Linked DNA regions of Bactrocera dorsalis: region 1 is linked to region 2. Evidence: chromatin contacts called from public Hi-C data. All regions are on one chromosome and are shown on one strand. Each heading gives the region's core, a stretch centred on a gene start, on an enhancer-like site or on the middle of the called end of the contact. The rest is flanking DNA. Distances are from core to core; before and after follow the strand shown. Region 1 overlaps LOC105222577 (serine/threonine-protein kinase tousled-like 1). Region 2 overlaps LOC105222577 (serine/threonine-protein kinase tousled-like 1).

Evidence for each region. A called contact is a pair of places that touch in the nucleus more often than the background predicts.
Region 1: a contact with region 2 is called in a Hi-C map of whole body, with 7 times the contacts expected there. The contact joins two enhancer-like sites. A contact is called at or near these places in 2 of 2 Hi-C or Micro-C datasets (both in whole body).

What each region holds. Positions count from the first base shown.
Region 1 is chr4:44,518,664-44,523,587 of ASM2337382v1, reverse strand. The region is part of intron 1 of LOC105222577 (serine/threonine-protein kinase tousled-like 1); the gene reads left to right. Among protein-coding and RNA genes, the nearest start is that of LOC105222577, 42 kb to the left of the region's middle. Within about 2 kb of position 3,652, the one cell type or tissue checked has open chromatin away from gene starts, as enhancers often do.
Region 2 is chr4:44,370,338-44,375,035 of ASM2337382v1, reverse strand. All of the region lies in intron 1 of LOC105222577 (serine/threonine-protein kinase tousled-like 1), which reads left to right. Among protein-coding and RNA genes, the nearest start is that of LOC125778435, 24 kb to the left of the region's middle. Within about 2 kb of position 3,330, the one cell type or tissue checked has open chromatin away from gene starts, as enhancers often do.

The DNA.
Region 1 (4,924 bases), core at 2,403-4,902, 150 kb before region 2:
ACAAAAGAAATCGATGCAAAGATCTCAAAAACCATGAATGCTATAAAAAACTTTGAAATCAAGGTTTTTTGCATTTTTGTGTTCGAACTTATATTTAATTAGTAAAAAATACTAGATATACGGTGGTATGTTTGATCAAAGATCGCACGTCGTCAGCTATATGTATAGTCCTAAGCCATAGAAAGGAACTCCTGTGCTCGAACTGTGCCTCCAAATGTCTAAAGCTTCCACCAAGCGGCGCCCTTTCTACTGATACCGGTTCTAGCTTACATTTTCTTGATAGCTTATCAGCTTTGCAATTTCCTGCGATTCCGTTATGGCCATCCACACTAGTTTTATAACAAAGACACCCGATGCTTGCCTTGAATGCACTGCTAGTATCGCCGCTCTGCTATTTGATGAGTGAATGGTCACTTCTCTGAAGGAAACTGCACTCCGGAGCAGTAGATCTGGTGCAACCTCGCCTTAGAAGACACAGCAATAGTCAGGAAGTCTGAAGCTGGAGTTGATGGCGAGCTGCTGACAATAAACTCCTCCATCAACCTATCCCCCAAGCTTTAACCTATCTGTAAAAAAGCTCACTGCCCCTCTTCTCCAACAGCTTCTTCCCACCCATAACTCGTTCGTCGGTATATGGGCAATGAAGGAGCCGACAGAGTTCGGTTTAGCGACTCCATGATCCAAGTAATCCGGTATGAAGTCAAAGTGTGTGAGAATATCCGTGTGACCAGATACGTGTTCTTTTAAGAACTCAGATAAAGATGTACATATACATAATTTGAGGTACTATAGTCGTTCTTTCTGAAAAAAAAATGTTATGAATAGAATCTGATTTCTGATAACAAATACATATGCGTAGCAGGTCATGTGAAATTCTAAGTCGATCCGCACAACCGTTTCGGAGAAATTTTCCTTCCCGACTTTGAAAATAGCGTTTTCAGAAAAACGCTTTTAAAGTTTTGGGAGTTCTTTATTCTAAATTAAAAAAAAAAGTCTAAACAAATAATTCTAATTTTCGCAGAATATTCTCAAATATGTATGTATATGTAGTAGTACACTTCATCGGCTGAAGCCTTTGACATGACCGTGAGTTCGCCACATACTATATTCCTGCCTTAGAATACCAACCTCAACTAGGCTTTTTAGTGATTTTATCCAATCGTTCTAAAGCTATTGGTCTCAAAAGACTCGGGTTTTTGTTAAGAATGGGTTTCCTCGGATAAAAAACAGCATTTTTTCAAAAAAATTTTTCTCATATAAAATAAATAATTTATTAAAATTTTTTATTGTTTCAAACATGCACTATTAACAAAGAAATTTTTGGAAAAAAAAAAAAAAAATTTTAACTCGGCCATTGCGACGCCATTTCCGGTCACTCTTGGACTTGGACGAAAAGAAAACAGAAAATTGGATTTTTGCCACATTATTACAAAACAATGAAAATTTCGGGAGATTTTTTTTTCAAATAGTTGTAATAAAAAAAAATTCTTTGTCCAAGTTTTAAATAGTAGTATCTCAAAGACCTGTGTAAAATTTCAAAAAGATCGGTTGAGTAGTTTTTGAGGAATCTTGTTAACCGACTTCAAAACCACAGTCTCTAGAAAAATACGTTTGAAGACGGCACACTTAGCCTAGCTAGCCCTGAGTGCACACATTCTCAAGGCTGTATCTCCGAAAATATAACTCGGGTCAACTTAGGATAAACTTTTAGAAGTGTTTGATTAGGCAATATGTAGAAATAATCGATTTTTTGAGAACCGTAAACCCATGTAACCCCCCAAGTTTGTTGCTTAAGTCTTTTGTTTCAGGCAACTTACTAGCATACTTTCCGGGATTTATATAATTTTCTGTTTACCATACTACCAAAAAAAGTTTATATAGATGAAATGAAATATACAAAATTTTTTGATATGATTTTAGATTAAAAATTATAATGCGGTTAATTATACTAGTTTGAAATTGACGATAACAGTAAATTTATACTAGACAAATTGTTCACGGCATTAACACAGCAGCGGAATACAAACTAATTAACATATGAAAATCGAACTTCACACTAACATAAAAAAGATTGTACCAATCTAGGAAAACAAATTTGATGCTTTCCACAGATGAGCCTTTAGTTTTACCTTATGAGGTTCAGCTAATATCAAGTTAAAAAAAAGTCTTTCAGGCTAGCGATTTCAATAAGTACTTCAATCAGACATTCAGCCTTAGTTTTGATAAAGTATCTATTTGCTGCTTCAATTCATCGCGCGCTCCACAGTACATTGTTGACCATATGACGAGCAGTTGAACCGGTCTCGAGTTATCAGCAACGCGCATACTCTCAATGGCGCGCGCTCGCGCTCGCTCTCTCCCTCTCTTTCTCTGTGTTGTTTTTAGTAGTGGTGGTGGGTCGCCGGTTTGCCGGCTAGCGCGTCGTAACCCACATTTTGAAGGTAAATTTTGTGCGGCAATCGTTCATCGCCAGCTACTTGCTGTTTCGTCATGTACGACTCTGGTTGCCTGTTACATTGGCGGTTACACGCTGTCGACTTGTGTGCACGCGCGCGCTTGGCCGCTTCATCAATGCAGCTGATTGCCTGCCTGCCTGCCGTGTTATATATAATACCTATTATAATAAGCCATGTATGAAAGCGCCGCTGAACTACAAAACGCTTATTATGCGTTATCGATAACGACCGCTCAACCGCTCGACTGTGCGGTTGACAATGCAATGCGCCATGCCATGTGTTTGTCTACATATGCATGCAGCGTGAACTGCTTAGGCAGGCGGTACGCTTCGTAATTTGTTGTGCATTCACTAGTGAATTTTTTGTTGTTTTTCTTATTGTTCAGCTGTTATCAGTTTTGCCTTTCTGAACTCGTGCGCTGAGCGTCGTGCCGGTGCGCTCATATTTTGCTGAGGGCGCGCCGCTCTATCAACGCGTTCTCATTCATGCGCTCGTTCGCTTTACTTCGCACTAGATTTCTGTTGTGTTCTCATGTTGGTGTAGCGTTCTCTCATTTGTGATGTTGTTGTTGAACATGTTGTTGTTTCTTTTCCATTCAACCGCTTTGTTTACCTTTTGCCACCCTGCGCGCTGCCGCTCTCACCGCTGACAAAGCGAGCAACCCCAACGCGTTGAGCGGCATGCCGCGGCGCGGCGCGGCACAGCGCGTTCGTTCGTTTTTATGCTCGCTCGTTTGCCTGCCTTTGGCGGTGTTTCGCATGCTTGGCGCTTTGTTTGCTGTTGCTTTGCGCTCGCTTCTGGTTTTGAATTTCTGTTTGGTGCGCGTTTGCTTGCTGACGCGGCTGTTCCCCTAATCTTTCCCTCGAATATCGAATCTCGATTTCGATGAGATTTTGCCGCCGAGTTCGTTGTAATTTTTTTCTTTTCAAAAACAAAACACACTTTCTTTTTAAATCTTTGCAAAATTTAACAATAAATAAATATGCTACTAAATAAAAAGATCAACCAGAAATGAATACAATAAACGACGTTGTTGTTTTTTTTTGTCGCAAACACCAACTGCCGCTACAGTGTATACAACAACCACAACAAACAAATGTGCCAAGTCCGCCAACCGGCAATGTTATGGCAGGCAGTGAGTGTAGAGTGTCTAGCCGCCATATTCCAAATGTTGTGCTATATAGTGTGTTGAACAAGTGAATGCGCGCGCCAGCCGGTCAACAGCCAAACAACCGTCTGCCGCGAGCCGCTACGGTGCTGTGAATGTCGGTCGGTAAATGTTGCCGCAAAAACCTACCGATAGCTACCGGCCTTGCCTCCGCAACATGCACGTCGACGTCTCATGCCTAATTGCTTCCCATCGTGCCAACGTACGTACGTACACTATCGTGCTATCGTGCAAAGGCGGAGGCGTCAACGTCGTTGTTAGGTGGTGGATTTGCGTCGCTACAACATCGTCGGCAATATGTTATATGTGCTTGCTTTATTTAATCACTTTACCATATTTAATTCTGTCAAAACTAGCAATGAGCCACAAGCGATTTAAGTAATAAAAACAGCAATCAGCTGTTTACAGTCATACTATAACCAGCTAGTCAGGCCAGTCAGCTAACATTTGCTGCCGCGCGCAACAGCAAACGCCGTCACAGTCAACAATTGACTGAATGGCGCTAACGTGCTGCTGTTGACAGCCCCAGCTCAAGCAGTCGACAACTATACCGACACCGACAACGACAACGACAAAAACAACATCGACGACGCCGACGACCACGACCCCAACGTCGGAAAGCGAAGCAATCCGATGTGACGCCTTGGCTCTTATTAACTCGTTGCAATAACACCATACACACACACACACATACTAATGCCAACTTGTTTCCAACGTCAGTGCCGACGACTCTCACCGTCAAAAAACAACAACTATTACGCGCTCTTCATATCATCCAACCAACCACACGCCATATATAATACCGGCAGCCACTAACCACCAACACTCCAACAGCCGGCCAAGCAAACACTTCATACTTGTACACTCATTCCATCAAATAATCCAGCTAACCAAACAACCGTATAAGCAACCGACAACAAACCAAAACCATCCATCCGACCAGTTCGTTGCTTTCCTCTACGACTCTTGTTGTCGTCGTCGTCTGCTGTGTAGGGCAGCAGCGGGTGTGGCTGGGGGTGGGTAGCGTGTGAACTTTTTTACCCACTACTCCTTTAGACTACTTATACGCCCCGTGGTCGTTTTTCTGCTGCATCAGCACATATAATATTTAAGCGAGTACGTTTACATTCATCCATTCGCACATTCCCAAACATACAAACACACACACAAACACATACAATCAGCGCACTCATTGTACAAGTGGAATCTCTCTGAGTGAGTGGTGGCGTTTTTATTACTTTGACTGCCGTTGTTGGTGCTTCGTGCGCGTCGTTGCTGTCGTGTTATTTTGAATGAATCA
Region 2 (4,698 bases), core at 2,081-4,580:
GGGCAAGTAGAATATTTAACGCTTCGGGTCATGAAGTTAGGAAATAGCACAAAGCACTCTTAACTGACCTAGTAAGAATTCTGTATTATATAAACTGACTTTTTCTTTTTAAAATTATAAACCGGCAAAAAAAATTAAAGCTTCTCAAAGCAATTTGTTTAAACGAATTTCCAACTAATAGAGCAAATAATGAAATCCGCAGAAATTACCCGCTGCAAAAATAGCAAATTCCTCAAACCTCTATCCAAATAGACAGTGGATACCAAGGGGCGTATGGATACCACTCGCTGAAAGAAAAGTGGTAAATCTATTGAAGTGTTGTACGTACACATTTATGTATGTATGTTGTATGTACATACGTGGCAACGAACAATTATATGTTGCAAACGCGAGTATTTGGCCTGACGAAGGAAGATATCCACAGCTCAAACAACATACAACATCTACTGGCAATAGCAATATGAAAATCCACACAATATTTATATATTTTTATACACACATTTATGTATGAATATTTGTGCATGTGTCTGTATGTAGAAAATCGACACAAATAAGAACAAAATATACAAATATACCGCACGAAGGCAGGCGAACAGTCTGCGGAGCAGCTGCAACAACGACGTCGGCAACGACTTTAGCAGCGCTGTGTCATTCCGGCAGCAACGCGTTCTCTAACCTAACCCAAAGCAAAACAACAATTTTAAGTTCAGTCGGTTAGTTGATTATTTTCGCTTCGCTTGGTCGCATGTGTGCGTTGTGTGTACGAGTCGAGTACATTTTGCTAATTTCACCTTGGTTCGCCTTGTCGACAACGAACAGTCGTTCGGTCTGTCTTTCTGTCAATCGATTGAACAGAAGACTGTGAGACGGTCGAACTTTCGGCACAAGCATTTGTGTTTGTGTGTACGTACCTTTCATACAATCACGATATACTTACATACATACACATGTATGCATCGTATTTAGTTAACTATAATTTATGTATATCGCGCTGTATATTGCAGTTACTAAGTGCAAGATGGTGTGGCGAGTTGCGACGAGACGAAATGAGAAACGTCGCGACGACGCGTAACCAATTGAAAACCAAAGCAACAGCAGCGGTATCCGAGTATCTTCTCTGCGTTCGTAACTGTCAGTGTTGGTCGCGCAGAGCGTTCATCGTGACGTGTGTTTAATTATTTGATCGACGGTTGAAAAATTTGCAAAAAACGAAACAACAAATACACACATTGGCAAAATTCACAAAGAAAACATAGAGAAGAGTGTAGAAAGAAATAAATGTAGACATATAAAGTAAGTGATAAATAATACATGCATAAAAGCAAAGTAGTGAAGAAATGAGATAAAAAATAAAATATTAATTTATACAAACATAGAAAAAATAGAAAAGAAAATCCTAAACACTTGTGCAAGTGCAAAGTAAATGCGAAAGAAAAATGTGAATGTTCTGCAGAGCAGAGAAGAGAGCGTAGAGGTCTCAGTAATTAACAGTGGCGTAGCAATAGCAGTCCCAGCGCCAACTCAGTCAAAAGAGCGACGCGCAAGAGAGAGCCAGCAAGCTAGTGCGCCGCGGTGTCATTAAAAGGCTACCACAATAATTTAATACGCTTAATAAGAAAAGGTGAAACAACAACACGCCAAATGACAAAAGCATAATAACAGCATAGGCCATATGTGTGCTGTCCGTAAGGTATACATATAATATATTTATGCACACGAAACATTCTAGCAAGTTCAAGTGATAGCAGCAGTCAAAGTGACAACAGTAAACGTAACGAAACGAAAATACCGGCGTTCGGACTGCTGCAAACCGAAAGTTATGTTACTAGCTCTGCTGCGCAACATTTATTATATGTGTATGCACATGTATATTTAAATTGGCAGCATCTTGTCTCCTCCGACCGGTTTCTATACCTTTTTTCCACATTGAGGAATAAGTGAAAATCGAACGGCGGAATAGAACGGCTAACGAAAAAATTGCAAGTGTAGTGTCTGTGTAGAAAACGGCAACAACGCAAACCAAAGAAACCAATAATGCCAAACGAGAGGCTATGATGTCGGTCGGTTGCTTACCATGGTGGTCAGTCATCTTTGTATCCCCCAACAAATCAACGACAACAGTGCACGTTTAATACATTTCGTGTAATCATTAATTTATATATGTATATACTTACAATAAAAACTCGGTTGTTTAACAGGGGAGTACGTGCGGTCAAAATTTATCAAATCCCTACAGCAGTTCAACTGCAATAAAAGAAAACCGAACGGCAAATAGAAACACAAAGTAGGAGAGAAAACAAAAGAAAATCAACAAAAGCAAAAAAATACATAGTAATTCTCTTGCTGTTGTGACTATTGAACTCTCGCATGCCGAGTGATTGTGCACTCGTTTGTTTACAATACAAACAAACAAACATCGTTTTAGTATAATTGTGATGTTTTTGTTGGTGGTGTTGTCGACGGCGATTACGACCGCGACCAACTAAACGAGCAGCTGTTTCGTGCCGGTTGTTCGTTTGTTGTGTTTATACCGATCAGCTGATTTCTCTTTACCTCGCGATTGACCTAACGACCAAATAACAGCCAGAATCAGCAGTGTCGTGTCGCCAACGTACAATTGCACAGAGATAGAGAGAGAGTGTAAAATTATTTGATAATTTGTATGTATACGAAATATTTGTGCGCGCGTGTGTATTTTTATTGGATTGTGCTGCATGTCGTCTAATTGTGCACATATGTTGCCCGCTGCTTCGGGCTTTGGTGGCGGTGTCGGTGGCGGCGGCGGCGTCGGCATCGGCGGTGGTGGCAGTAGCAGTAGTAGCGGTGCAGGCACTTTCACATATATTACAAATAATACTGCGGCCACAGTGCAGCCCATGTTGACCGAAATGGTTGTAGTGGCCGCGGCAGCGGCAGAGCAACAGCTGCATCGTCATCGTTCAAATTCGAATTTGATAACGAGCGGCAAGCCACAACCGTCGACGCCGCGCGGCAAGCGTCGTTGCATGAGTGCTAATGTCGCGGCACAACAACAAATAATGGGGCATACAACAACGACAACAACAGTAGCAGCGCCTATCACGAAACGAAATCGTAAACTGTTAACAACAGTGGCAGCAACAGCAACTGGAAAAACAACAGTCGAGAGAGTGAGTTTGAATTTTGACTTCCGCTTTGCGAAAGGGTTTATTTAGTGCGTAGTGTGTGCATATGAAATTTGTTCTATTTTTAATTTATCATTTTTATTTTTGTGCGCAACTGTGTAATCGTAAAGTGGGCGACGAGCAGCATACATGTTCGATGCCAGTTTGCTGCGCGTTTCGTGTTCCATTTTCAACTTCGGTATTCGGCTCTAACGAATTAGCAAGAGCACAAGAGCAAGCGCAATAGTAGTAATGTAGTGGTTTGCTCTCTTATTTAATCATTGCCTTGCACGTGCTTATGTTTTTTCCGGTACACATTTGACTTTTGTTGCTTTCGTCGACTTTTGAAGTTTTTGTTAGCGTTACATACTACCGTCCATAGGTATGTACATATGTATGTAAATTGTATGTATGTGCATTTAAATAAGTATATATTTCTTTGCTCAAATGTGGAGCAGTGCGAATGCCACAGACAGTTAATTTGAAAAATTGGATTAAATCGTTAAAGTCAGATTTGTGGTTGTGGGTCGTGTTTCTCACGCTGGGCGAGTATTATTGCCACGTTTGTTTCGGCTTTTGGTCACCAATTAATGAAGGCTGAGAGATATTATTGTGGGTGTTTGTTTGTATCTATGTGCTTAGTTTTTCTGCCTAAGATAGATTTTTGGAGTAAAGATGGTGAAAATTGATCTACAAATTTTTCTAAGTGAAAGTGCATTTCTAATAAAATTTTCATAACTATTAAATAATATTAATTGTTAAATCAATAATATTTTCTTTAAAAATCTCTAAATTAATTAAATAAATATCTAATTGTGGTCAAAATGAGACTGATGTTGAACAATCTGATATTAATGCTGGAAATTTGTTTGTGAAGATTTGATTTTTTTTCTTTTTTTTGGAAATTTCAATGTATTAATAATTTATATAAATTTGTATAAATAATTTTTAAATTTGAACAGAATAAAATTCAATTAACCGACATCCGAAACGAAAAATATTAATTACGATATTTTCTCCAAACTTATTTGTATTGACTCAGTGTGACCCTCCGAAAAATCAGTGATTTTCGCGATTGTTTTTTTAATGTAATGAAATTTACTAATGGTTCGGTTTTTTTATAAATAAATACATTCATGACCAACACAAAATGATTTTTTATGTTCATTTGATGAATTGTTGTACGATGTCCACGATTGCAGCCGCAATTTTGATCTAAAACAAAAATTTCCAAAAGATTATTTATCTGTAGGAAAGTCGCTATCGCGCTATGGAAGCTTTTTCTTTGAATTTACCGTTTTTCGACAGTTTTTCGTAGAAAAAATAGGAAGATTTGCAAAACCAGAAACAAATTTTTAATTCAAAAACACTGAATAAAAGGAAATAATAAGTAGCAAAATCGGAAAAAGCTAGAACACAATTCACATGTTTCATGTAAAAACTCTGATTAAAAATAAAAAACAGCAAGGTAGTAAAAAAGCCGGAACACCACCCCTCACATATAAGAAATTGTCTATCAGTTAGTGTATATGACAGTTACATAGTTATTCGAAGA